2 separate regions of the Mus musculus genome follow, and region 2 is linked to region 1. Evidence: chromatin contacts called from public HiChIP or PLAC-seq data. All regions are on one chromosome and are shown on one strand. Each heading gives the region's core, a stretch centred on a gene start, on an enhancer-like site or on the middle of the called end of the contact. The rest is flanking DNA. Distances are from core to core; before and after follow the strand shown. Region 1 holds the start of Guca1b (guanylate cyclase activator 1B). Region 2 overlaps Gm20517 (predicted gene 20517).

Region 1 (6,688 bases), core at 2,890-5,389:
ACATCTCTGGCTGTCCTGGAACTTGCTTTGTAGATCAGGGTGACCTTGAACTCACAGAGATCCCTCTGCCTCTGCCTTCCAAGTGCTGGGATTAAAGGCTTGCCCCACCACTGCTCTGCTAGCTGGGCCTTCTTGACACCCATAGATAACACACCATGAGTGATTCCCAAGCCAGTGCCAGGTGGCTCCCTGTTGAGCAGGCCACCTTCAAGCATAACCCCAGGAATGAGAGGTAGATGGGATGGGGTGGCAGCCCACAGACAGACACTGACCTCCACAATGTCCAGGAGTTCCAGGCGGTCGATGCAGCCATTTCGGTCCTTGTCATAGATCTTGAAGGTCCACTTGAGCTTGTGTTCCAGGCTGCCCCTCAGCACGAGGTTCAGGGCTGCCACATACTCCAGGAAGTCAATGGTGTTGTCCTGCATTGAGTGTGTTTGCTGTGAGCCCCCCACCCCTATTCCCAGCCTTACCTCCCCAGAGTGCGGGTTGAACCTTATTGACACTGTGTCCCCCAGACTCAAGTGTTCCCTTTCCCTGCAATACCTGGGGACCTTTGTGTCTTTGGACACACTGTTCCCACCCCTGGAGCCCTGCTCACTCTCTACCTCACCCTTCCAAGTAGCTGAGATGGCAAGCCACCAGGACTGGAGATCTGTTCATCATTCGTCCAGAGTTTCTTATAATATCTTATCTGGCCTAATTATATATTCTTAGAGTATCCTCTCTCAACGTAATTAAGTTTCCACAATGACCCCAGCTTTGCGAGGCACATTCTGACATCACTCCTTCTTGGAGCAGCACCTGCCTGGTGCCCACAGAGGTCAGAAGAGGGCACTGGATCACCTGAAACTGGAATGGATGGGAGCCACCTTGTTGTTGCTGGTATTCAAACCTGGGTCCACTGAATCTTGAGCCATCTCTCCAGCCCCCATCTTCTTAAAACAAAAACAAAAACAAAAAACAAAAACAACCTCCCCGCCCCCATTCCTAGGCTACTGTCAGGAAGGGTATTGCAAGGAAGAGTGGAGGTGGAGATAGATGGAGGCAGGGGCAATCTCAAGTTTTAGGTCAGACTTAAGACCCTGTCTCAAAACAAACATGGGCTGGGGAGATGACTCAGCGGTAAGAGCACTGGCTCTTGCAGAGAACCTAGGCTCAATTCCCAGCACCCACAGGGCACCTCACAACTGTCTGTAGCTCCTGTTGCAGGGATCTGACATCTTCAGACTTACATACAGGCAAGTAAAACACCCATGTACATTAAAGAAAAGAAAAAAAAGATGCAGGCGTGAACATCTGACTCGGGCGAATCGGCTTCCTTTCTTGGATTGGATGAAGCAGGGTCTGTCTGCGCTGGGCTCACACTAGCTACGCTGTCCAGAGGCTGTACAGCATTGTGGGTCACACCCAGATGACCCCAGTTTTCTCGTCATTTAATTTAATTTAGACAAAAATCGATGACACCACTCCCTCGTGAGGCTCCTACAGCTTTGAGGAGAAGAGGAGGGGGTGGATCTGGGAGGTTTGGAGTTGGCTCTGTGCCCTGTGTCTCATGACTGGGGTCCCACTGACATGGCTGATCCCTCCATCAAGTGGCATTCACACTGAGTCGGTGTGGCACAAGCTCTTCTCCACCAAGGGTCACCGTCCTCACGGTCTCTTCAAATTACCCATGTATCCCCTCAATTCAGAGAGCAATTTATATACTGCCTCAGGGGCATCAGGTGTGGTGTTCCCTGTATTTAATCCCAGTACTCAGGAGGCTGAGGCAGGTGGAACTCTGAGTTCAAAGTCAGCCTGGTCTACATGGTGAGTTCCAGGTTAGCCAGGACTAGATAGGAAAACCCTGTCTCAAATAATACTAATTCTAATTCTAATACTAATACTAATAATCGGGCTGCTGAAATGGCTCAGTGGTTAAGAGCACTGACTGCTCTTCCGGAGGTCATGAGTTCAAATCCCAGCAACCACATGGTGGATCACAACCATCCGTAATGAGAAACAAATAAAGAACTTATGGGGCTGGCGTGAATGGGCCCAGAGCAAGAGGGAGAAAGGGAAGGGGAAAAATTCAACATAACACAATACCATAAAAAGGACTGCAGGACACTGGCCCAGACAAACTCTTAAATGAGGCCCTTTTTCCCATATAATTCTTTTTTTTTTTAATTTTTTTATTTTATGTGTGCAACTGTTTTGCCGGCACACATGTGTACCACAAGAGTGCCTGGTACCTGTGGAGGTCAGAAGTGGGCTCTGAATGCCCTGGAACTGGATTACAGATGGTCATGAGCTATCATGTGAGTGCTGGCAGCAAGTGCTCTTAACCACTCAGCCATGCCGTCAGCCCCTGAATTAAAATACTTCTCTGAAGCAAAGCTCAAGTCTAAGAGATTTGAATACAGATTTTACGCCCTAGGATTAAGAGAGAAGCAAGCTACTTGGGAAGACAGTGAGAGACGCTGAGAACAGGGACCTGGGCTTCTCAAAGGCATTGCCATGAGTTAGGAATGGGGAGGTGGCTCCGTCCACTAGACGCTGGCCATGCCAGTGTGAAGACCTGAGTTCCTTCCCTAGCTCCTACATCAAAGGCTGGGTGTGGGGGTGCGGGGTGCAGGGCTGGAGGCTTAGCAGTTAGGGCAGGTGCTTAATTCTCTTCTCAGCACCTCTGCGGGCAGTTCATAACCACCTGTAAACCCCAGTTTCATGGGAACCACACTGCCCTCTTGTGGTCCCCTCAGGCACTGCATGCACATGCACACACCTATATATGATTTAAAATCATTGCAAACACTGTCTGTAGTGGCACCTACTTACTGTTTGTCTCTGTGCTGAGAGAATAGACACAGGAGGGGGTTGGAGCTCTAGGTAATGAGATGGTGTCACAGAAACAGGCTGGCTGCGCCCTAGGGACTGACACCTGAGGTCAATCTCTGGTCTCCGTATGCATACAAGTGTACCCCTCCATTCGTGAAGGATGCATGCTCTCTCTCTCTCTCTCTCTCTCTCTCTCTCTCTCTCTCTCTCTCTCACACACACACACACACACAATTATTATCTGTGCATTAAGTAATTCAGTGCCTTTTGGCTGCCGGTGCCACTGGAAGGCATTTGATTTGTGCAATTCCCCATGACTTAAAGCATGGAGGAGAAGGCTCAGTAGTTAATTAAGAGTACTTACTGGTCTATCTGAGGACTGGTGTTTGGAACCCACCCACCCTACATTGGGTAGCTTGAAAATATGTGTAACTAGCTCTGATGTATCTGATGCCCCCTTCTGGCCTCCATGGGTACCTATACAACTTCACAGACACACACACACACACACACACACACACACACACACACACACACACACACACACACTGTCAGCTATCCCTTCCATATATATTTTTTAAAAACTTGAAAGTGCTTTTGCAACTATCCACTCTCCTCCCAGGCAAGTGAAGCCCCTGCCAGCATCCCCCAGAGGGAAGAACGGAGCAGCCGCCATCTGAAGGATCCTGGCAAGGTGCTCTTGATCTGAGATAAGAGAGCTTTGGGATCTCTCTCTCCCTTGTACTGAGAGCAGCAGAGGTTCTATCGGGTTTGTAAAAGCATGTCCTTTTGCTGCAAAGCCTTGGCCTAAAAAGCCCAGAGAAAACCCAGACTGTGTGCCAGTGACCTTCGGCCCTCAGGAAGATGTGAGGAGCCAGTAAGAAGAAGGGAGGGACGAATGATGGAGGGCGGCGGGGAGGGTGGGGGCAGGAGGGATGGAGAGGAGGGCAGCTGAGCGGAACTGTAGTCTCACTGAACGGGTGGGTCACAGGTCCTCCCCTGCTGGGTTCCTTACCCCATTCTTGTCGAAGGCTCGGAACATGCTCTCTACATACTGGCTGGCCTCCTCATTGCCCGTGACCTTGAAGAAGCGCTTGAACTCGTGCATGAAGAGCGTCCCACTGGGACACTCCACGACAAACTTCTTGTACCACTCCTGCAACTCCGCCACATCCATCTCCCCGGCCGCCTCCGCCTCTTCCCAGCTCAGCTGCTGCCCCATCCCGGCTTTTAGAAAGAGACTCAGCCAGGCCCGCTACCTCCTCCAAGTCCTCCGCTGACCTTAGGCTCCTCTCTCCTTGGTCTGAGCAGCCCTTTCACTGTCTCGGGGAAACTGAACTTGATTGGTTGTGAAGGGACCTCCAGAAGGGAGGGGCAGACCCCGGGCAGCTTAGCGGTGTAAAGACCATTAGGAGATTCCTGGGGAGGTCTGACCTCCAGAAAGCTAAGCTTCCTCTGCCTCGCCCCTCCACAGGTCCAGTGAGAGGCAGGCTATGAGGGTAAGAGCCTGGGGGATGGGGTGGGGTGGGGGCAGGGCTCTTGGTCCACCAGTGTCTGCAGCTCCCTTACAGACCATGCCTGAATCTTGAAGGACAGATGCGTCTCTCCAGCCCTTCTCTCCGTGATTGCTCCCATCCACTCCTGAGCACTAACCCGCGGGCAGGACCCAGGAGAGTGGTCCACAGTGTCTGCAAGGGCTCTGATACTAAAGGCCACATGACCTTGCTTTAAGCAGCGGTTACACATTCACTAGGTTGACCAAGCACATAGTTATTACATGCTGAATCAAGTACATATTCATTGCTCATGACTATAATCCCAGCACTGGAGAAGCAGAAGGGTCTCGAGTTCAAAACCACTCTGGGTTGCCCTGTTGACACAGGGGGACACTCCCACTCCCACCGCATCAATAACAAAAACAACCAAAGTAGATATTTATGCTATCTTTTAGATTTCATTTTTTGAGACAGGTTCTCACGTTGCAGTTCTGGCTAGCCTTGAATTCACTATGTAGACCAGAAAGGCCTTGAACTCACAGAGATCTACCTGTCGTCTCTAACTCTCAAATGCTGGGTGCTGGGATTAAAGGTGTTTCCTACCATGCTTGGCTAGATCTTATTTTTATTTTATGTAAAGAAGTGTGTGTGTGTGTGTGTGTGTGTGTGTGTGTGTGTAGCATCACATGTGTGCAGTGCTCATAGAGGCCAGAAGAGGTTGTCAGGTCCCCCAGACTGGAGTTAATTCATTGTGAGTCACCATGTGGGTGCTGGAAACTGAATCTGGGTACTCTGCAAGAACAAGTGTTTTTTTAATTATTGAGCCATCTCTCCAACATTTGTGCTTATTTTATTTTTTTTAAAAATGTGTTTTTATTATTTTAAAAATGTATGTGTGTGTGTATGGTGAGGGTTGTGCTCATGAGAGTGCAGTGCCCACTGAGGCCAGAAGAGGGCGGTAGATCTCTTGGAGCTGGAGTCACAGGCAGTTGTGAACCACCTAACATGTGTGCTCATATCGGAACTCAGGTCCTCTACAAGAGCAGAACAAGCTCCTAACCACTGAGCAATACCTCCAGCCCATTAGAACCTATGTTGGTTTTTAAGCCGTGTGAAGTAGTGCACACTTGTGAGCCTGTCCTTGGGATGGATGCTCATTGTGGAATTGGCCTGACCTCATGGCTCAGTGATCTTTGTCACCTGACACCCTGATTCCTTTGAATCTCACCATTAGTCTCCAGGTAAGGCCTCTACCTCCACTGTCATCCTTTCCAGGACTAGACACGTTTTCTCCCATGTCCCACATTTCTCTGGGCCTGAGGTTTGGGCTGGTGCTTTCCTTGTGCCCCACTGTTGTCTGCAATGGCCCCTGTCCCTCCTCAAACCACCTGCCCCAAGGCTGGAGAAGATGGCTCAGTAGTTAAGAGTCCTTTCTACTCTTCTGAAGAGACTGAGTTGGGTTCCCATTAACCACACTGAACAGTTTACAACTAACTGCCTGTGATTCCAGTTTCAGGGGGCTCCAATGCCTCTTCTGGCTTCTGCAGGCACCTGATATACATACCATCAAACACACACACCTAAGTAAAAATGAGGAAGAATGTAAATGTCTGTCCCTTTGAAGCCATGCCTTGCTGTTTTACTTTTTTCCCTCTCTGTCCTTCAACAGGGATGTCCCTGACTCAGGCAGCATTCCCATGACTGCCAAGTGAATGACTGGCCCTGCCCATGCCAACTCATGGGCCCTTGGCTTCCTCGGTTGTTTTTTGTTTGCTTAGCTAATTCTTTTGGGTCTGTGTGAGTACAGGCACACATGTACACAGCGTGTGCACGTAGAGGTCAGAGGGCATTTGCAGGAGTTGTCTGCTCCCTTTACCTCGTTGACTTAGGGTCTCTCTTATTTCTGCTGTTCTGTTTCCTATCCCTGCAAATTTCTAGAAGACTCTCCTGTCTTCCCATCTCCTAGTGCCGGGAAAGCAGATACATACCACTGCAGCCAGCCTGAGCTCAGAACACCAGGTTTGTGCCAACCAGCCCTTTTGCCTACTGAGCCACCTTTCTGCCCTCTACCCACTTAGCTCTAAAGAGCGTGGCCACCTCCCCCATTCACCCATGGTCCCAACAGCAGCCATCTCTGGGAATTTGTTACTCATGGAACTTCTCAGGCGTCCACTCCCAGTAAGCTGGCTCAGGAAGCTCCGGTGGAGCCTAGCACTGTTCCAGAAAGGCCCGCAGGGCTCCCAAACACCCTGCAGTGTGAAAGCATGGGGCTCCCCCATGCTCCTTCGACTGTCTGTCTCGTGCCTCCTCTTCTTCACTCACTTACACTAATTCCATCAATCCAGTGATCCCCCAACCCATTGTGCTTGCAA
Region 2 (6,529 bases), core at 1,456-3,955, 270 kb before region 1:
CAGAGTGAATCCTATCAGGTCTGCTCTTGGGAAATACCGGTTCTTTAAGAAAGAGATTTTTATTTCCACCATTTTTTTTAAAGATTTATTTATTTATTATATGTAAGAACACTGTAGCTGTCTTCAGACACACAAGAAGAGGGCATGCGTCAGATCTCATTATATTTGTTTTCATGGTGAAGAGAGTAGATTACAGTTTAGGGTGCGTGTGTTTTTGTGTGTTTTTGTGTGTGCGGGCATGTGCACGAGCACACACAACAGAGTGTGCATGTACTTGACAGACCCCTCAAACCACAGGTCAAAGCAGCTGAGAACAGTCCTGGTGGACAGACAGACTTGTTAGCACTTTGACATGGATGTGGCTGCTGGAATAGAGAACTACTATTATCTTGTTTTATGTGTGGATAAACAGGTATATTTATTATCATAGCTCACATTTTTATTATGCTAAATATACAGTTGCTTCTTGACTCAAAAGAATAACAAAGCCAGGCTCATGAGATGGCTCAGGGGTAAAGGCTTGCTGACAAACTGAAACACCTGAGTTCAACCCCTGGGAGTCACGTGACAGGAGGAGATCCTCAACTCCTGCTGTTGCCCTCTGACCTCACGAATCCATATACGTACACACCCACAAATTGCAAAATAAATGGAAAAAAAAAAAAAGCTGGGCGAGGTAATTCATACTTCTCACTCCAGCACTCAGGAGGCAGAGGCAGACAGGTTTCGAGGCTAGCCTGTTTTATATAGCAAGTTCCAGGACACTCAGAGTTATAGTGAAGTCCTGTCTTGAAAAGAAAAAAAGAAAAAAAAAGGCGGTGGCGGCGGCAGCAGCAGCAGCAGCAGCAGCAGCAGCAAGCTTGGAGAGCCCTGAGAGCCTCCCATGCAAGCTTTTCTTTTGTATACAATTACTTCCTCACTAAAATTACTTTAAAAAATTTGTTTATGTTCGTACAACAATAAAATATTAATGGAGAAGATTTTAGCAGTCACTAACAGGCACCAGTACAGCCATTAGGTCAAGCCAAGCTAGCTGGCTCGGGAATCAGTCTTTCCTGTTAGCTTTGTGTGACTGACAAGTGGTGTCTTCAGACCTCAGTTTCCCCAGGAAGCAGAACCGTTCTGTGAGTGTACATGGAATCACTGCACTATTTAATGAGTTAACAGGTAAGAGATGCTTCAAGCAATTCCTGGCACCAACAGAGCTCAGAAAAGTTGTTTTATCAACTGATACTAGGCCTCCCTTCAGATCAGAAGTCACTGTGAACAAACCTAGCCTACCTGGCTCCTGTAAGGTCCTTTGGGCAGACACAAACTCCCCTCGTTTCTGGTCAAATGATACAGGTAACAGACAAAGTATGTCTGGGAAAATGATTACTCTGGGTTGTGGCTAGTTCTCGTCAAATGAAGCCCAACCACTTAGTTCCACACAACCTACCATGCCATTGAGGTATGGCTTTAACTGTCTGCTTGCACAACCGGAGGCTTTGAGGACCTGCAGTACTGAGCTCAGACATGTTGGCAGCCATTTTCATGCCCTTTCTGAAAGTCTCTGCTTCACATGGCCGAGTAGCTGCTGGGTGAACAGGGGAAAATCAAGCAGAGTTTGCCCAAGAAAGACTTTGAAGACACACTGAAATGTAACTTCAAAAAGCATAGCTCTGCTGGGGACAGAATCACAGGAGCAGATTCACGTAGGGGGCCTACTTTCTTTTTTTATGTTTTGTTTTGTTTTTTGTTTTTTTCTCGTCAGGGTTTCTCTGTATAGCCCTGGCTGTCCTGGAACTCACTTTATAGACCAGGCTGGCCTCGAACTCCGAAATCCACCTGCCTCTGCCTCCCGAGTGCTGGGATTAAAGGCGTGCGCCACCACGCCCGGCTTGGGGGTGGGGTGGGGGGGCTACTTTCTTTCTGAACAAGATGGCAGGGGCAAGCTGTGCCAAGTGGGCAATGTGAGGCCAGTGGCTGTAAGTCTTAGGCTGGGATGTATAGCTGGTGAGGATCTGTTGGCTGCACAGCAACTGCTGGTCAGTGACTGTCATTACTTGCAAAGGATCAGATGTGACTCTCTACATCTGCATTCTTTAACTTAGTCTTATTACTAAGAGGATAGGTGTCCACAGGTATTTACCCAACTAACCAGCCCCATTTCCTGCTCCATTTCCTTTTACTTTTGTGGTGACTCAGAGTTTCATTAGGGTTGTTTGCAGGGTGAAGGGAATTTATTTGACTGCACCACTAAAAAAAAAGTACCTCCCACCCATTAGAGTTTTCAATTTTTTTATTATATTGCTTTCATTTTTAAAAAAAAAGATTTTCTTTAAATTTAATTTATATGTATGGATGTTTTGCCTGCATGCATGTTATGTACCTGTTGAATCCAGTGGAACTGAAGTTACAGATGGTTGTAAGCCACCGAATGGGTGCTGGGAATTGAGGCCGGCTTCTCTGCAAGAGCAGTAAGTACTGAGCTCTCTCCAGCCCTACTATATTATTGTCTTTGAGAATTCTTTTTAATTGCTCCTGTAGGGTTCTAGTGTAGGAAAGAGCAAGTGAGCACACTGCACAGCGGCTCACATGGAGGGAGGGAGGGAGCGAGCGCAGCTCTCACAGATCTGCTCAGAAGGGACAGAGCAGCTGCTTGAGGGCTTCCAGAGAGCAGGTTTATAGTTCCAGCAAGCCAAGTCCCTGGTGTGCTCTCAAGGCAGTCAAACCCGGAACTGCACCAGGCTCAGTCATGAACCAGGCATGCCAGAGAGCTTTAGGCTGACACCTCTAGAGTGAGTGAGTGTGTGTGTGTGTGTGTGTGTGTGTGTGTGTATGTGTGTGCTACAACATGTAGAAGTCAGAGGACAGCTTGAAGGAGTCAGTTCTCCTTCCCCAGTGTGGGTTCTGGGTCATCAGACTCAGGTTGTTAGGCTTTGCAGCAAGCACTCATACTTGCTGAGCCATCTTGCTGCCCATACAGCTTCTGGTTCTGAAAGTGTCAGAAGAGAAGCGAGTTCTAGGACAGCCAGGGCTACACAGAGAAACTCTATCTCAAAATTAATTAATAAAAATAAGATGACCAGTGGCATAGCAGTAAACCTTGTGACAACTGAAATCCATTCTCTAGAACATGTAGCAGATGATATAACTATAGGATTGTTCTCTAGAACATGTAGCATATGATGTAATTATAAGATATTCAGACAAATGTCAAAGACATGTTCATCTTCACCCAAGCAAAAAATTCACACCTATTAAAATTCCCACTTCTACTTAGTATGCTAACCCCAGCCTTTAACCCTAGCAGAGGCAGGTGGATCTCCGGTGAGTCTGAGCTCAGCCCTTTCTATATATCTCTGTCCAGAACAGCCAGAGCTACACAATAGAGACTCTATCTAAAAAAACAAAAACCGCACTGGTGATTGCTTTCTTCTCCCTCCCAAGTGAAACTGAGGCATCCTCACGTGGGCACCTCAGCTTGTGGACCTTTTTGAGTTCTGTGGACGGTATCTTGAGTATTCTGGAAGAAAGCAATCACAAGAGCAGAGGAAGGAAGGGACCTGGGAGGGACGGGGTGGGGTGGGGTGGGGTGGGGGGGTGGGGATAAAATATGGAGTGTAAAAAATAAAAAATAAAAACAAAAACAAAACAAAATAAACTAATAAAGCAATTCCGTCTCCCCTTAATTCAATACTTGTATACTGTTTCCAGCACTGGTTCACCTGACTGAACACCAGTCAGCATCAAGGGATAAAATTCACTCACATATGTTCTTTCTCTTTCATTTTCACTCTCCCTCTCCTCTGTCCCCTCCATGTTTTCTTTGTCTCCCTCCATCCCTTTATTGTGCGAAGATTAACCACTGACCCTGTATACTAAACAAGAACTCTGCTACTGAGCCACCTCTCCAGCCCCCTGCCATTCTCTTAAAACCTTATTTATGTCAAAATCAGATGTAAATCAGAGGAATAGATATCTTTTCCCAGAAAACTGTAGCTTGTGTCAAACTGACAAAATACCCAACCAGGACAGAGATCTCTCTCAAATCCCTGCTCCTGAGTGCTGAGCTTTGAGTACTCAAGTCTCTCTCTCTCTCTCTCTCTCTCTCTCTCTCTCTCTCTCTCTCTCTCTCTCTCTCCATCTCCCCCCACCTCTGCTTTTCTAAGACAGTTTCCCTGTTTAACAGCTCTGGATGTCCAGAACTCACTTTGTATATAAGCCTGGCTCTGAAGTCACAGAAATCCACCTGCCTCTGCCTCTGCTTCTGCCTCCCAAGTGCTGAGATTAAGGGCGTGCACCATCATGCCTGGTGTGACTATGTCTGTTTAAGCAGAAGTCAGCTGGGCATTCCAGTTCTTAGAACTATAAGCACAGCTAAGAGTGAGTCAGCTGACGGGGAGCATTTAGGAGTGGACAAGTAGCCATTTGAGTTCTCTAATTAAAAAGCATCTCAAAAATCAAAGAAAGGGAGGCCAAATGTCAGGTTAAAAAAAAAAAGCAACTGTTAAAGTGATTTTAAGGTTAAAATGACCACTAAAGTCTATAGTCATTCCCATTTTGAATGTCAGCTTCTTTTCCCATTAGTATTCAAATGATATTCTCGACTGTCTGTGCTTAGAAATGGCTGGAGCTGGGGAATACCAGCTAGACACGTAGCTGATGAGCAGGAGGAGTCTGATGGCTGCATTAGTTAACCTTCAAATGATTAGTAAGTGACCCAATCTAATGAACCAAGTAATCTCTTTCTATATAAAAGTCTCTTAAGGAAATTACAGGGTCTTGGGAGCAACTCACCATGCAAAGAAAATCTCATATATGCAAGTACATTTTTCTTCAAATAATAAAAAGCAGTAGAATAAGTTGAAAACTAACTGGTATTTTATTTCCTTTAAACATCTTGGCAAAACTGGCCCTAATTTTGAAAACAAATGAGATCCAATCAGATAGAGAAATTCTTGGCAGACTCATCTCTATTGCTGTACTCAGGGGTGAGAGAGTGGCATGTCCATTAGAATACTAAACTTTCAAAGTCATTTGTTGTCCTTTAAAAAGAATTTTTAAAAAATCACAAAATGTCAAGCCACACTATCCTCCAAGCACCGGGAAATGAGAGTCACAAATTCACAGTGATGGCCAGGCACAGTAGTATACACTACAGAGGATTAGGAGCTCAAGGCTAGTCTAGGACACATAATGAGACACTGCACGAGCCCGCACACATGCACATGCGCATGCGCATACACACACACACACACAGTTAACTCAGATTCCTCTGGGAAGGGGGCTATGCCTGGGGCAACAAACTCAAAGGCTGGAAATGACATGGGCTCTAGCAAGGTTTTTTCTTGTTTCCAGCCCCTACCACATAATAACATATAAGGCTGCAGCATAGTAGATGCTCAGATAAGTTCATAAAATAAAAACCATCTGGAAGTGCTTTCCGAAGCTAGGAACACACCACACAAGGAACACGGCTCCTGCCTCCTGCCCACACTGGGCTTACAGCACTGAAGAGTAGCCTCTACTTTTTCTACAAATCTTTTTAATGTCCAAGATTAATTATGGAAGAGACAGGTTCTTCTATCTACTTCCGCATCCAGTCAGTTTCATAGTTAGGAGCCTTGTGAAAAAACACTGCTTGCCCAGGAATGAATATGGATGGAAGACAAAACAATGTTCCAATATTGCTATTAGAATAATGCCAACCCCATCAACCCCTGAAAGTCTGAGCACTTCCTGGAACCCCTGTAAGACACGGTTAATGTGTTTAGGAAAGATTCTCAAACAATAATGGGCATGGAGAATGAGAAGAGAGAAAGGAAACCATCACTGTGCACTGCCACTGAAACCAACTGGCCCAAAGTAGGCCTGCATTGAAGCTCAGAGTTTCAACCATTAGACCAGCGGCTCTCAACCTAGGGGACAACCAATAGAAAACACAGATATTCACATTACAATTCATGACAGTAGCAAAATCACAGTTATGAAGTAGCAATGAAAATAATGTTGTTGTTGGGGATCACCACACCATGAGGATTAGGAAGGTTGAGAACCACTGCCCTTGACAAAGAAGGCTGCCCACATAAATGCCACATAAACGTCTAAACCCTGACAGGGACCTAGAACTCATGAAGAGTTTGGGCTAGCTACAATATTTGAGTTCTGGACAATAAACATTTATGGACTTTTGAAATTTTATTTGAATACCACAGTGCTAAAGTGAACAAGACCTCCATGGTGAGCCTTTATCACAGCAGCTGGCAGTGTTCAGAGAATAGGGGGTGGCTAATCATTCTTGACAGGCGATGGCAAGCACAGTCTCTCCATCAATAAACTTCAAGCTACCCAAGACTTTACCGAAAGTTCAGAACATCACTGAGACACTGGTCATGGCTACTCCCTCCCCTGACAGGATTAATAAGGTTTCCCACAGTAAGGTTCTTCTTTACCCATTAAACAAGCTGCTCCCATCGCCTTCCATATTCTCACATTATCACTGGCTGGGTTTCCTCTTCTCTGTTACCTACAAGGGGAAACAATC

The links. HiChIP or PLAC-seq counts read pairs in DNA pulled down with a chosen protein or histone mark.
Region 2: a contact with region 1 is called in an HNF4G HiChIP or PLAC-seq map of pancreatic cancer cells. The contact joins the enhancer-like site here to the promoter of Guca1b in region 1. A contact is called at or near these places in 10 of 39 promoter capture datasets (the 3T3-L1 cell line, cranial neural crest, embryonic stem cells and 7 more), 1 of 484 Hi-C or Micro-C datasets (stem cell-derived neural stem cells), 2 of 115 datasets of contacts at active chromatin or transcription factors (microglia and pancreatic cancer cells) and 3 of 9 other capture datasets (adipose tissue, liver and pancreatic islet).

Annotation. Positions count from the first base shown.
Region 1 is chr17:47,382,844-47,389,531 of GRCm38.p6, reverse strand. Guca1b (guanylate cyclase activator 1B) reads right to left here and starts at 4,139. Exons shown (of 4, transcript NM_146079.1): 1 at 3,836-4,139; 2 at 273-422. The coding sequence starts at 4,042.
Region 2 is chr17:47,649,932-47,656,460 of GRCm38.p6, reverse strand. All of the region lies in intron 3 of Gm20517 (predicted gene 20517), which reads right to left. It overlaps Usp49 (ubiquitin specific peptidase 49), which reads right to left. Exons shown (of 7, transcript NM_198421.2): 2 at 6,438-6,511. Among named protein-coding and RNA genes, the nearest start is that of Usp49, 23 kb to the right of the region's middle. Within about 2 kb of position 2,705, at least 21 of the 459 cell types and tissues checked have an H3K27ac peak or open chromatin away from gene starts, as enhancers often do. A contact at or near this core is called in pancreatic cancer cells, where this site is marked.